Regions from separate parts of the Mus musculus genome. Here all the other regions are linked to region 1. The links are chromatin contacts, called in public promoter capture Hi-C maps. All regions are on one chromosome and are shown on one strand. The core of a region is the stretch at or near the end of the contact, and the rest is flanking DNA. Distances in the headings are between cores, read along the strand shown. Region 1 holds the start of Zbtb10 (zinc finger and BTB domain containing 10). Region 2 holds the start of Snx16 (sorting nexin 16). Region 3 holds the start of Zfand1 (zinc finger, AN1-type domain 1). Region 4 holds the start of Impa1 (inositol (myo)-1(or 4)-monophosphatase 1).

Evidence for each region. Promoter capture Hi-C pulls out the DNA fragments that hold promoters and counts their contacts. Capture Hi-C pulls out chosen DNA fragments and counts their contacts.
Region 2: a contact with region 1 is called in a promoter capture Hi-C map of liver, with 2.9 times the contacts expected there. The contact joins the promoter of Snx16 here to the promoter of Zbtb10 in region 1. A contact is called at or near these places in 5 of 39 promoter capture datasets (hippocampal neurons, liver, neutrophils and 1 more), 1 of 484 Hi-C or Micro-C datasets (muscle stem cells) and 2 of 9 other capture datasets (adipose tissue and liver).
Region 3: a promoter capture Hi-C map of liver shows a contact between it and region 1, with 4 times the contacts expected there. The contact joins the promoter of Zfand1 here to the promoter of Zbtb10 in region 1. A contact is called at or near these places in 3 of 39 promoter capture datasets (hippocampal neurons and liver), 3 of 484 Hi-C or Micro-C datasets (CD4 T cells, regulatory T cells and uterus), 1 of 115 datasets of contacts at active chromatin or transcription factors (microglia) and 3 of 9 other capture datasets (adipose tissue, liver and macrophages).
Region 4: a contact with region 1 is called in a promoter capture Hi-C map of liver, with 2.7 times the contacts expected there. The contact joins the promoter of Impa1 here to the promoter of Zbtb10 in region 1. A contact is called at or near these places in 12 of 39 promoter capture datasets (the 3T3-L1 cell line, the HPC-7 cell line, HPC-7-derived erythroid cells and 7 more), 3 of 484 Hi-C or Micro-C datasets (CD4 T cells, pre-B cells and regulatory T cells), 3 of 115 datasets of contacts at active chromatin or transcription factors (astrocytes, large pre-B cells and microglia) and 3 of 9 other capture datasets (adipose tissue, liver and macrophages).

What each region holds. Positions count from the first base shown.
Region 1 is chr3:9,249,042-9,251,992 of GRCm38.p6, forward strand. It overlaps Zbtb10 (zinc finger and BTB domain containing 10), which reads left to right and starts at 1,526. Exons shown (of 6, transcript NM_177660.3): 1 at 1,526-2,951. The coding sequence starts at 2,089.
Region 2 is chr3:10,438,634-10,441,584 of GRCm38.p6, forward strand. It overlaps Snx16 (sorting nexin 16), which reads right to left and starts at 1,497. Exons shown (of 8, transcript NM_029068.4): 1 at 1,282-1,497.
Region 3 is chr3:10,349,824-10,352,774 of GRCm38.p6, forward strand. Zfand1 (zinc finger, AN1-type domain 1) reads right to left here and starts at 1,494. Exons shown (of 8, transcript NM_025512.3): 1 at 1,419-1,494. The coding sequence starts at 1,473.
Region 4 is chr3:10,329,994-10,332,944 of GRCm38.p6, forward strand. Impa1 (inositol (myo)-1(or 4)-monophosphatase 1) reads right to left here and starts at 1,446. Exons shown (of 9, transcript NM_018864.6): 1 at 1,329-1,446. Slc10a5 (solute carrier family 10 (sodium/bile acid cotransporter family), member 5) reads right to left here. Exons shown (of 1, transcript NM_001010834.2): 1 at 1,741-2,951.

The DNA.
Region 1 (2,951 bases), core at 276-2,775:
AAAAAAGAAAGAAAGAAAGAAAGAAAGAAAGAAAGAAAGAAAGAAAGAAAGAAAGAAAGAAAGAAAGAAAATTAGCCGGGTGTGGTGGCACACGCCTTTAATCCCAGCACTTGGGAGGCAGAGGCAGGTGGATTTCTGAGTTCGAGGCCAGCCTGGTCTACAGAGTGAGTTCCAAGACAGCCAGGGCTACACAGAGAAACCCTGACTCGAAAAACAAAAACAAAACAAAACAAAACAAAAAATTAAGAAAGGCAGGGGGAAAAAAAACAGGAAAGAAAGCCTGAAATAGGCTCAAACATACGAATTTTTAAATTAAGCTTGTGCAACATGGTGGTTCACACCTGTAATACCAGAACTCGAGATACTGAGGCAGGATCTTTGTGTGTATCCCTGGCTGACCTAAAATGTAGACTAGGCTGGCCTTGACCCTGTTTCAAAAATCGCTCCCAATAAATAACAGATAAATCGACCTCACTTTGTGAATTAATGAGTGTAAACGTGCTAATGTTTTCCAAATAGAGCATAGTTAATGGGGAGGGTGAGTTTAAGGGTTCTTAATTGGCAAGGCCTCTTTCTGAAAAACAAAAACAAAAAAGTAAACTAATATAACTTAGGGAGGTTCATTTCCAGCTTAGACCGATGTAATCACTCTAAATTCCATACGCGATGCCAAGAGCTTTTCTCAAAATCCTAAAAATTAATTCTCATCTACACACCCTGTCTTCGGAGCTGCACTCCCTTCGCGGCCGCACGCGGCGCCCGCAGCAGCTGACTCCTCCCCGTTCATGGGGAAAACCCTGCCTAATATTTATAACGCTATGACATACTGTAATACTCACAAGGTGGTTGTAGAAGTATAAACACGACTGGAGATATCTGATTGGCTGCTGGTGATGTAACACCCATGTCAATACTTCCCACTGAACGCACGTGTTCGACCTTTTATTTAAATTTCCATTTCATCACAGCAATAAGACACTCGGGGCGGTGCATTTTCTGCGAAACGATCGTCGCCCGGGGCCAGAGGTGCTGCCCGGCGTACACAAGGAGCCCAAGGAGGTGTCCTCGCGAGGGAGGCACCGCCTGGTCCAGTCTTTTGTGCAGGAACAAAATAAGTTCACTTCCTCGGGCACGGCCACCCACCCCTCCCCCGGCAGATGACAGGGCCGGGCGCGCTCCCACCGCACTTACTCCTGGAGTCCCAGGTGAAGTCGTGGCGAGAGCCGGGGACCGTGCGCACGGGCGCGCCGCGGCGAGCCGGCCCCTGACACCCGCCAGCTGTTTGTCCTGGCCGAGCCGGCCCCGCCCCGAGACCCCAGCCCGTGCCCCGCCCGCTTCCTTCCCGTGGCCGCACCCCCGCCCGCGGGCCCGAGCGGCCGGCCCCTTTCCCGGTCCCCGGGCGCCCCCGGCCCAGCCCAGCCCGGCCCAGCCCGCCCCCTCCCCCGGCCGGCCCCCACCCTCTCCCCCTCCAGCGGTTACTGCTACCCCGGTGCATTGTGGGCGCACGGTCCGTTGTTCATTTGCCATTCGACCTCCGCCAGGGCCTGGTCGGACGGAAACGCTCCGCCGGCTTTATTGTCGGCTCGCTATGTGGCGGAGCCTGGCGGCTTAGCGCGCCTCTCGCGTCCGCGCCTCGGCAGCCGGCGGCGGCGACACGACTCCCCCCGAGGACGGAGATCTGTTGGCGGGCCGGTGTGTGCGCGCAGCGCTGAAGCGGGGCAGCGGAGGGGCAACCGCACTCCTCCTCAACTTCGAAGGCCGCACGCGCCCGGCTCGCCGCTCCGCTGCCCGCCCACCGCTCCGCGCGGGACGCTGCCCGGAGCGCGGCGGGGCGCGGGTGGAGAGGACGCGGCTGGGACGGCGGCGGCAGTAGACGCGTGCGGCGGCCCGGGAGCGAGCGCGAGCCGGCGGGAGGGTGAGGCCGGGCCGGCGGGAGCGCAGCGCAGAGCGGCGCAGCGCAGCGCCGGGGGCGGGGGCGGGGGCGAAGCGTTGGGGGAGCCGCGGCGAGCGCGCGGGACGCGGCCGGAGCCCGGGCGCGAGCCGAGGCACCGGGCGGCGGCGGCGGCGGCGGTGACCGCGGCGCGCGCCATGTCGTTCAGTGAGATGAACCGCAGGACGCTGGCGTTCCGAGGAGGCGGGTTGGTCACCGGCGGCGGCGGCCCCACGAACAATAACGCTGGCGGGGAGGCCTCTTCTTGGCCTCCGCAGCCGCAACCGCGACTGCCCGCGCCGCCCGCGCCGCAGCAGCCGAATGGGCGCGGGGCCGACGAGGAAATGGAATTGGAGGGCCTGGAGCCCCAGGACTCGGAGGCCGCCGCCGGCGCGGCCGCCGCCGAGGACGTCAAGGAGTTGCTGCTGCTCCCTCAGGACACGGGCGGCCCCTCCTTGCTGGGCGGCGGCGCGGGGGGCCCCCTGCTAGCGGAAAGGAACCGTCGGACTCTGGCCTTCCGCGGGGGAGGCGGCGGGGGTCTCGGCAACAATGGCAGCAGCCGCGGCCGCCCGGAGACCTCGGCGTGGCCCCTCAGGCATTTCAATGGGCGAGGGCCGGCGGCCGTGGATCCGGAGCTGGACGCGCTGGAGGGGAAGGAGTGGATGCAGGACGGGGCGTCCCTGAGCTACAGCACCGAGGAGGAGGGGGCGAGCCCGGGCGATGGCAGTGGGGCGGAAGGCGGCAGCTGCAGCAGCAGCAGGCGGTCGGGCGGCGATGGTGGGGACGAAGCGGAGGGCAGCGGTGTGGGAGCTGGCGAAGGAGAGACTGTCCAGCACTTCCCGCTCGCGAGGCCCAAGTCCCTCTTGCAGAAGCTCCAGTGCTCCTTCCAGACCTCTTGGCTCAAGGACTTCCCTTGGCTGCGGTACTCCAAGGATACCGGCCTTATGTTCTGCGGATGGTGCCAAAAGATCCCCGAGGATGGGGGCGGCGTGGACCTTACCCAGGTGGGGCATGATGAGCT
Region 2 (2,951 bases), core at 247-2,746, 1.2 Mb after region 1:
GAAGTTTTGTCGTCCTGGTTGTACTATATGCAACATAGGAACAGAAGAAGGAAAAAAGTCATTCATTTTACTTTTTTATAGAATTACTGAAACTCCCAAGGATTTACACAGGCTAATCATAGTCAGTCCGAAGTTTGATTATTACTAAGGAATGCTCTTTTACTTTGATTGAGATTTGCAATGCTATGCATGCATTCTAAACCTCTTCCTTAAAAAATATGTTAATTTTTAGGCAGGGTCTTACAAGGTTGTTGCCTGTGAACTTGCTAAGTAAGTAGCCTAGGTAGGTTTGAACTTTTGATCTTGCAGCCTCCATAGGTGCTGGGATACACACCTGTACTACCAAGCCAGCAACAACTGTCTTGAAAGTAACATTTTTTTTTAAACTTAGCATCAAATATATTTCAAATGCAAACTTGGTAAAGTTAACGAAAAAAAAGGGGGGGGGAAGGTATCAGGTTTACAGTCAATCAAATTAAATCATTAAAAGTTTTGCTTTTTGATTCTAGATTATTCATTCTCAATAACCTAAGGTCCAAAAGATGGTTATATTGTATGTCTGAATAATTTTGTAGAATAAAGAAGTAATGACTTACCATTACGACGTTAAGTAATAAACTCAGAAATGTTAAGTAGCGACCAGGAGAAATGACAGGTCTATTTATACACAGCAACAGGGGGTCTACCAGCCCAACTTTATTTACTGTCCTCTTAGCAAGCTGTCCCCTCTGGATGTAGGAAGTTTAAACAGGGTGTCTAACCTCACGCGGCCAGTGCAACCTTCCTTATTGTGGAACATTCAAGAAACTTGAGCTACGGACTCACCCCTTGGGTGAATCCTGACCCCCACCCCGCACCTCCCCAGAAGAACCGCGCAGGATTCTCGTAGCTCCGGCGCTGGCCTCTGACATCTGCCACCTGAGGCCCCGGGCTGCCAAGGGCGGCCTCGGGGTGCGCCCGGGGACTTCCACCCGCGGGAGCGCCGAGCGGCGGAGGGAGGGCGTGTCGCCTTCTTCGGGGGCGCCTGACCTCGTACCCAGGAGGATGCTCCCGCGCTACCTGGGGAGGAGGGTGACAGCACGGTGGCGGAACGCAGGCCCGGGGAAGCTGGCAGGGCGACGCGGTCCGCGCGGGCCGCGAGCCCTCAGGCCGGGCTCCCGCACCTGCAGTCCTCCCGGGCCAGGCGCGCCCAGGGGTGCGGCGGGGTCCAGGCTCCCCCGCGCCCCGCAGCCTCCCGCGCGCCCGCCCGCCGTCCAGGCGGCAGGTGTCCCCGCGTCCTACCTCGGCGCGCTCCGCGACCCCACGCCGTCAGGGGAAGGAAGGCGGCTCCTGTTGGACTGCGGCGGGTCGCGTCCTGCCCGGGCACTCGGACTCCTCACGTGACCCTCCGCCCCGGAGCAGCCGCTCGGTGCCTGGGCACAGCCACCCAGCCAGGTTCCCGCGAACCGAGGGAAGGGACGGCCTCGAGTGGGAGGGGGAGGTATGCCGCTCCAGGAAGTGACGTCACAGCACGGCACCGCCCCCGGAGGCCCACACTGGGATTGCTGGTCCCTGTCTCTGCAGTGGCCCGAACAAATCTAATTTTATCACAGGGAATCGACAGTTTTTTTTCCACAGGCTTTATTACTAGGGAGTTTCTGAGAAATGGGGCTACAATATCTAGTTTGCCAAGTAGATGAAGAGAAGACTTCAATTCCCAGAAGGCACTTTGGCTAGCATAAGTTCGGGCTAGAGCTTTGCATCATGGGACTTGTAGTTATCACTGGTTGGGGGGGGAGGTCTAGAAGGTTAGTCATTTTCCATAATTAGCATTTCTTTGATGGATTGACAACTGATTTGAAGAGTAGGCAGATAGAACACTATTTTATTGTGTATTTGTCCCTGTAATTTAGGACTATGGTAAAGATTCCTGAATGCCTGAATTTCTGAATTTAGCCCAAGTGAAAACAGTATTAGGCTGCTTAGATTTGCTAATTTGAAAACCTTTAGTGTTTCAGCAACACTATTATTTAATATTATATATCAAAGTTTACAGAACCATTTGTCAGTACAATCGAGTTGTCTTATTTAAAGATCATTCAATGATTTCTAGGGCTTTGGAGCGATACCTAGAAGGGGAAAATTGAGAGTGGTGATTCCAAAATGATAATGTGATTTCTGACATAGGTGTAGCTTTTATTGGAGAAATAAGTATGAGATAAACAGAATTCGTTGAAAACATAAAGATATTTTCAGGATGAAATTGCCCTTTTTGTCCTTGAATTAATATAATTGAATAAAGGGAAGAAAAAAGTAAGGCAAAGAAAAATGAACCTTGGAATAGTTTTCTTAATAGGGCTCCAGGGGCCAAGGAAAGAAAAGCGCTCAAGAAATAAGAGTGTACAGGTAGCATAGTTTGAAGAAAGATGAAGATCTTGTAAAGGTTGTTGGAACTGTTTGAGTAATTTTTTTTCAGATTATTGAGTGGAACATAACAGGATATACATATATACAAACATATACATATATACATATGTATATATCGCATATTTTCTGGTATTGATAAATGGCTAGATTTTACTTTCAGGAGATAACTAGACATTTTTAGTAATCAAAGAAGAACATTCTGTGTGTTGTCAGATAAGGGCTACAACATAATCTATATATACAATATAATCTATATATATACTGGCCGGTTCCTACTTATAGACTTTTAGTTTACACTCTATGCAGTGGTCCACAATAGAAATGAACTGTTTACACAGCTTACAGAATAAGATTATTTTTCTGACTTTTGTGTTGTGTACTTTTATGTATGTATAATAAGAGGGCATTTGAGCTCACCCAAGGTATCGTTAGACAAGATGCATAGCTTTTATCAGCCTGAGGTGATAGTGGGGTGAGCGAGAAGATGTAAAAACTACAGGATAAAAGAAGCATTTGAAATGGAAAGATATATTATTTCCCCTCCT
Region 3 (2,951 bases), core at 244-2,743, 1.1 Mb after region 1:
CATAATCTGCAGAATTTTTATACTTTTTTAGATTTATTTTTCTTATTATTGTGTGTGTGTGTTGTGTTTTCTTGTTTGACACAAATGGAGGGTGGAGGATAACTTTTCGGGAATCAGTTCTCTCTTCCCACTGTGATTTTGAGGCAGGGTCTGTCTTACTCCTGGCTAGTGCCTCTGAATGAGGGTCCTGCCTACAGCCATGCTCCTGTCTGAGACACACGCCGAGGTTTGGATTACAGACTTTGTCACTGGCCCATTATGTCACTTTCAATGGGAAAAATTGGTTGTGTTTGCTATTTTGAGACTTAGAGGGTTCAAGCAAGTATTATATGCCATTCAAGGTAGCCCAGGAGGAAGAGTTATGATTAAAATAATTTCTTAGCATCACATATCCCTACTTAACTGCACCCCCTTTCTGCTAGTCCAAGAGATAGGCCTCATCTTAATAACACTACAGATATGTGAAACTGGAAAGGATGAGCTATATCACAGATGGTAGATATATTTAGACATACTAGTAAATCAACCTGACAAGATGTATATAACTTAACAGTCAAATTCAAATAGCCAAGCTTCCCTAGGAAAGGACTACATGGGGAAAAAAAACCAAAAAACAAAAACAAAATTGATCTGCTGAGTGAATGGTAAAGGACATATACAACAACACGTCCTGTCTTGCCTTTGCTTAGTGCAGGCATCACCTACTGCAGGAATCCAGGCCAAACCCAAGAGCTGCATTCAAGACCTTGTTAGGAACTAACAGAAGCTGCAGCATGAGGAAACCCTCTGCTCACATTTGGAGTGCGATCTAACAGACTGTGAGCCTGACGCTTTAAGGACTTGCCGGCTATAGGAGTCTAAACACCCTGAACTTTGACGCATACCACCAGGGCCTATGTTTATGACAAGGTCTACCATTACCATAGTATTTATTAAACCTTCCTAAAATGTGGTTTACTGATCTGCAACTAATAGCTTAAGTTAATATTAGAAACACCAAGACGTCTAAAAACCTGCGAACACACTGCTGAAAACTGATGCTCTTCAACGCATTTGTCAGACAAAAAAATAAAAAATCAATCAAGAAAAAGCCTGGGAAAGTGGATGCTCCACGGTGGCAATGGTAAGGACCGAGGGGAACTGGAGTCCTGATCTAAGTCGCTTCGCCGACCAGGGCTTCTTGAGCAAGGCCATCTGGATACCCCGAGGAGTCTGCAAGGTGTGCATTCGGGATCTGCGTGCAAACCAAGGGAGCCACAAAGTTCGCCCCTACACCGAGGAACAGTAACAAAGACACCACCAGTATCACCCTGGAAGGTCGCTCACGCCCCGCGTCCTCCCTCACCCGCCGCCACCGCCCCGGCCGTCAGAACCCGGCCCAGGTCTCCCGCGGATGAAAATGGGGCTTCCAGCGTCACCTCGCTGCCGGCAGTGCTGCACCTGGCAGTGCTGCCCAATGTCCAACTCCGCCATCTTTCCACCGCCGCAAGGGCAGGGGGCGGGGCAGCGCTGGGAACGTCAGTCCGGAGCGGGCAGGACCGAGGGCGGGGCGTCCTGTGAGGTGGGTGGGGCCTGTAGTGGGGCAAGGCGGGGCTTTCGGGGGCGGGACCCCCGGTGGGGTGGGGCGGGACTCCGCGATGGGGCGAGGCGAGCATGCGGGGCGGGGCCCACAGGAGAGGCGGGGCCTTGAAGACACTTGCGCGCTTCCTGGAGGTTCCAGCACTCTCCAGAAAGAGAAGAGACTTAGTAGAACTCAATTCTTGTAGCTGAGGTTCTCGGGCTCAAATTTGAGAAAAACCTAGCTCCTCTTTTGGAAACTGCACTCGCTGTTCTCTACATTGAGTCTCCAAAATTGAGAACTCCCTCACGAAGATTTCTTGATTTCTTAAGTAACTGTATTCCCAGGAGCCAACAAAGACCTGGCAAGAAGGAGCTAAAGGAGTCTGCAACCCTATAGGTAGAACAACAATATGAACTAACCAGTACCCCCAGAGCTCATGTATATGTAGCAGAAGATGGCCTAGTCGGTCATCATTGGGAAGAGAGGCCCCTTGGTCTTGCAAACTTTATATGCCCCAGTACAGGGGAACGCCAGGGCCAAGAAGTGGGAGTGGGTGGGTAGGAGAGTGGGGGGAGGGCATGGGGGACTTTTGGGATAGCATTGGAAATGTAATTGAAGAAAATACCTAATTAAAAAAAAAAGAATGCTAGCAAAAAAAAAAAATGTTATAGCAATCAAGAGAGGTACCGGGACACTGATTACTATATTGTCTTGATGTTTTAGTTTGAAGTAAATGCCCTCACCATGAAAGCATTAGGCTTTTGTTTTTAATTTAAAGGCTTCTTTTAATTATTTGTTAAAATTCTAGTAAGGAAAAAAAAAAATACATGCAACTAAAGTGTACATCGCTCCTCGGTTAGGAGAGCACACTGCAGAGGCAAGCTCCTAGGTCATAGGATGAAGGGAGCTGTTTGATGTCTGACGAGCCTCTTCATTAGAACTAAGGGGAGGCCTTGCCTTGTAGGTGGGGTAGGAAGGGATGTCTTTCTACTGACAAGACACTGGACACAATCAGAGTGGATGAGTGACAATCAGCTGCAGACCTGAATAGTCTCCCATGTGACTTAAGGGTACTCAAATGCTCTCCTGAAGAGTAAAGTGAATACAATTGCCACACACCATACTTTTTCAGTGCATTCTGGATATTCGAACAGACACCACAGGCTTGGGCAGCAAACAGTTTTTTCAGAGAGCTAACTCCCAGCCCTTGCGATTTCTTGAATCTAAGGCTCAGCAACTTACGTTTTACTAATGTTGGTACAGTCAAGCAACAGTAGATTTTCTAGAATGTTACCGTGACTGAATGTTCTAAATAGATGGCAAATATATATCCCACCAATCCAATCAGAACATTTCTTTTTCAGCTCTTGGAGATCTCATAGCAGCCCAA
Region 4 (2,951 bases), core at 196-2,695, 1.1 Mb after region 1:
CTTCCCAGGACAAGTCACACCCTGTGCTTCCCCTGTAAGAGCGTCAGGTACACGGAGAAGCGCAGGGACACAGAGCAGACAGACACAACCAGATGCTGCTGGCTACGGCTTCACCTTCCTTCTTATTGATATAAGGTGGGCTTCAAGCTTTGAGCATCCTCGCTTAGTCTTCAGAATGCTGGTGGGATTACAGACATTTGCCCTCACGCCTAAGCGCCTTTTCCTGTGATCCAAGCGTCCAAGCAAGCATATAAAAGGCGCTTTGAGTTATAGAATAAACTCCTTACAGCTCTTCAAGAATGCTTTCCAAACTTGGTCACACTTGTTCTTACTGCTCTCTTCTATTCTGTCACAACTGGACATTCTTGGGCTGGGCTTGCCTCCTCACCACTTGCTTCCTCAAGCCACTCACACTTTACCTTGTGACAACATGAACAGAACACCTCCTGACTCCCCAGGACTGTTTCAAAAGCCATCCATCGAATCTTCAACCCAACAGATATCAAGCAATAGACAGTTGCAGAAAAACTGCTGTTGCTATGCAACATTTGGTCATTTATAATGCATGCTACATCTTCTTAATCAGTTCTAATATTCCTTGAGGAAAGGAGGCTGATAAATAAAAATTTCTGAGGTGCCCTAAAATGTAGAGGTCCAGAAGAGGGAAGACACAAGGGAAGTTAATTAGGTAACAGTTCTCTGGGGTTTGTTCTGGCTTTGTGGAGCATGGTGGGGGGCAAGAATAGAGACTTTAAAAGCCTGTGCCTTGAAATTCAATTATAGCGTTAGCTCATCAGAGGCACTTTTTTAGCTTTGTTGCTGGTAGTTTACAAAATGTGCCCCAAGTCTTGGTCCATTTCCTAGCTGATATATATTAATGGCTCAATAAACCCTTTTATTTCAAAGACCTTTGCTTCAAGACTTGTTTTCACGGGGGTCATATTCTATCACCCTCACTTTGGGAACAAAATCATACAGACTTAAAATTGTTTCTATCCTATACAGGCCCCGCTCCCGACGCAGGACATCACCGGACCTGGTCTTGTTCACCCCTAATCCTGTAAATTCGTGAGCCAGGGAACTTGCCGTGTAGAGCCCTGAGGGCTTGGGCAGAGCCGGGCTCATTCTGCGACACAGAACCTCAGAGATCGAGGACCGCCTGGCGAACCCGCTCGGCTGTTTCCGGAGCGCTACGGAGAGCACCGCCGGGAGGAGGGCCCGGCAGGCGCCCCGGCCCAGCATGGGGAGAGCTTGTCTGCAGCCCGCACAACCCCCCGCCTCGGCCACCGAATAACGCTGCACGGAAGCCAGGGACAGAACCGACTCACCTCGCGCGAGCGCACCGCGATCGATGCTCAACCGCCGGCGTCCGAGGGCTCGGTTCTTCGGCTCTTCCGGAGGTAACGGGGATTGCTCCGACAGGAAGTCCCGCCCCATTAAAACCCCGCCTTCACGTCTTCGCTCAGACTGGAGGTGTAAGCCGGGCCGAATTTGCCTTTGTAAGGGCTGGTCCGGTTGAAGTTACCGTGTTCTGGCATTCTCCTGCATACCCTTTCTTCTCTAAGAATCCCGTTTTCAAATCTCCACTTTTGTCTTTATTAGTTTATTTTTTTATTAGTTTATATCATATATGTTATATATTAGTGAAATTAAATATATATAATATATTATATATTATATATTAAATTATATATAAATTATATTAGTTAAATTTCTTTATTAGTTTATATTTTCCCATTTCCCATTCTGCTCTTCGGCTACAGCTAAATTGGAGTTGTGACTGTCATTGGGCACTCTCATTTGTTAAACCTGTAAGCCTAAAGGAGATTTTTATTTTTATTTTTTGCACCAACTCTCTTCTCCATAATTCACTTAGATACAGGTTGTTTGTTGTGGACTTGACGGCGGCAGGCAGTTGCTCTCCGCACCTGCAGCCCTCAATACTAAGGACCATAGGCTTTGTAAATACTATACAAGCACCCTGTCTTTGAGCCGCTTTCAAAGGCGTCGATTTTTAGCAGTGTTCCATTATGTAGCATAGGTTGGCTTCTGAAGTCTTTGAGCATCCTGCCTCCACTTTCGGGCTACAGGCACCTGCCACCACACCAGACAGCACTTGTGCTCTTACGTGCTTAAACATAAGTGTTAGAACGGTTTCATGAAGAGTCCCTGCACAATACAGATGAGGAAAACAAAGCTTGGAGAAGTCAGGGGATTTGTCCCAAACTCACACAACAAGAGCATAGCACCCTGACTCCAAAATCCGCAGAGAATCTTCATGGCTCAACCACTTGCTCTGGATGACCAACAAAGGCTAGTTTATGGTTCTTAAAATGTTTCCTCACGTGGAACAGTACCATGGTAAGTATGTTACTTTTAAGTGGAACTCTATCCAGATGACCTACCCACAAGATGACCACAATGCCCTGGCATAATTACTTGTGAAGTGATTGGTTCTCAGGAATCAAAACAAGAAATTATCAACAACATGTAACATGTCTCAGAGATGAGTGGCAGGGACAGCAAATCGGATTGATAAACCCACAAAGACAAAATGAGTCTACTCTTCTGAAGCCTGCTGCCTTAAGACACTGATGTGGGTGTCTATCACATACTCATGGTTTTTTGCTCTTCCACAAAAGACCTTCAAGAGCTTGGTTTTGGGGTCCTCTATTATCAGTTGTTTGAAAATAAAAATCTTATCAAATGCATGCTGTATGAGTGAAAGAGCCTCCCCTGACATTGCAAAGCAGGACAGATGAGGGACCAGGTATCAGATGTCTTTACATTAAATGATCGCTAGCTTCCTCCATCAGATGAGCAGGACTCCATGGGGCTCATTGCAGCCTCTGCTGCTTCTTCCTTGCTACAGTCAGGTAACTCAGCACAATCCATTCTCCTGCCAAGTGCCTGCTGAAAGCCAAGCGCACAAAGGAGTCTGATGTTCTGAT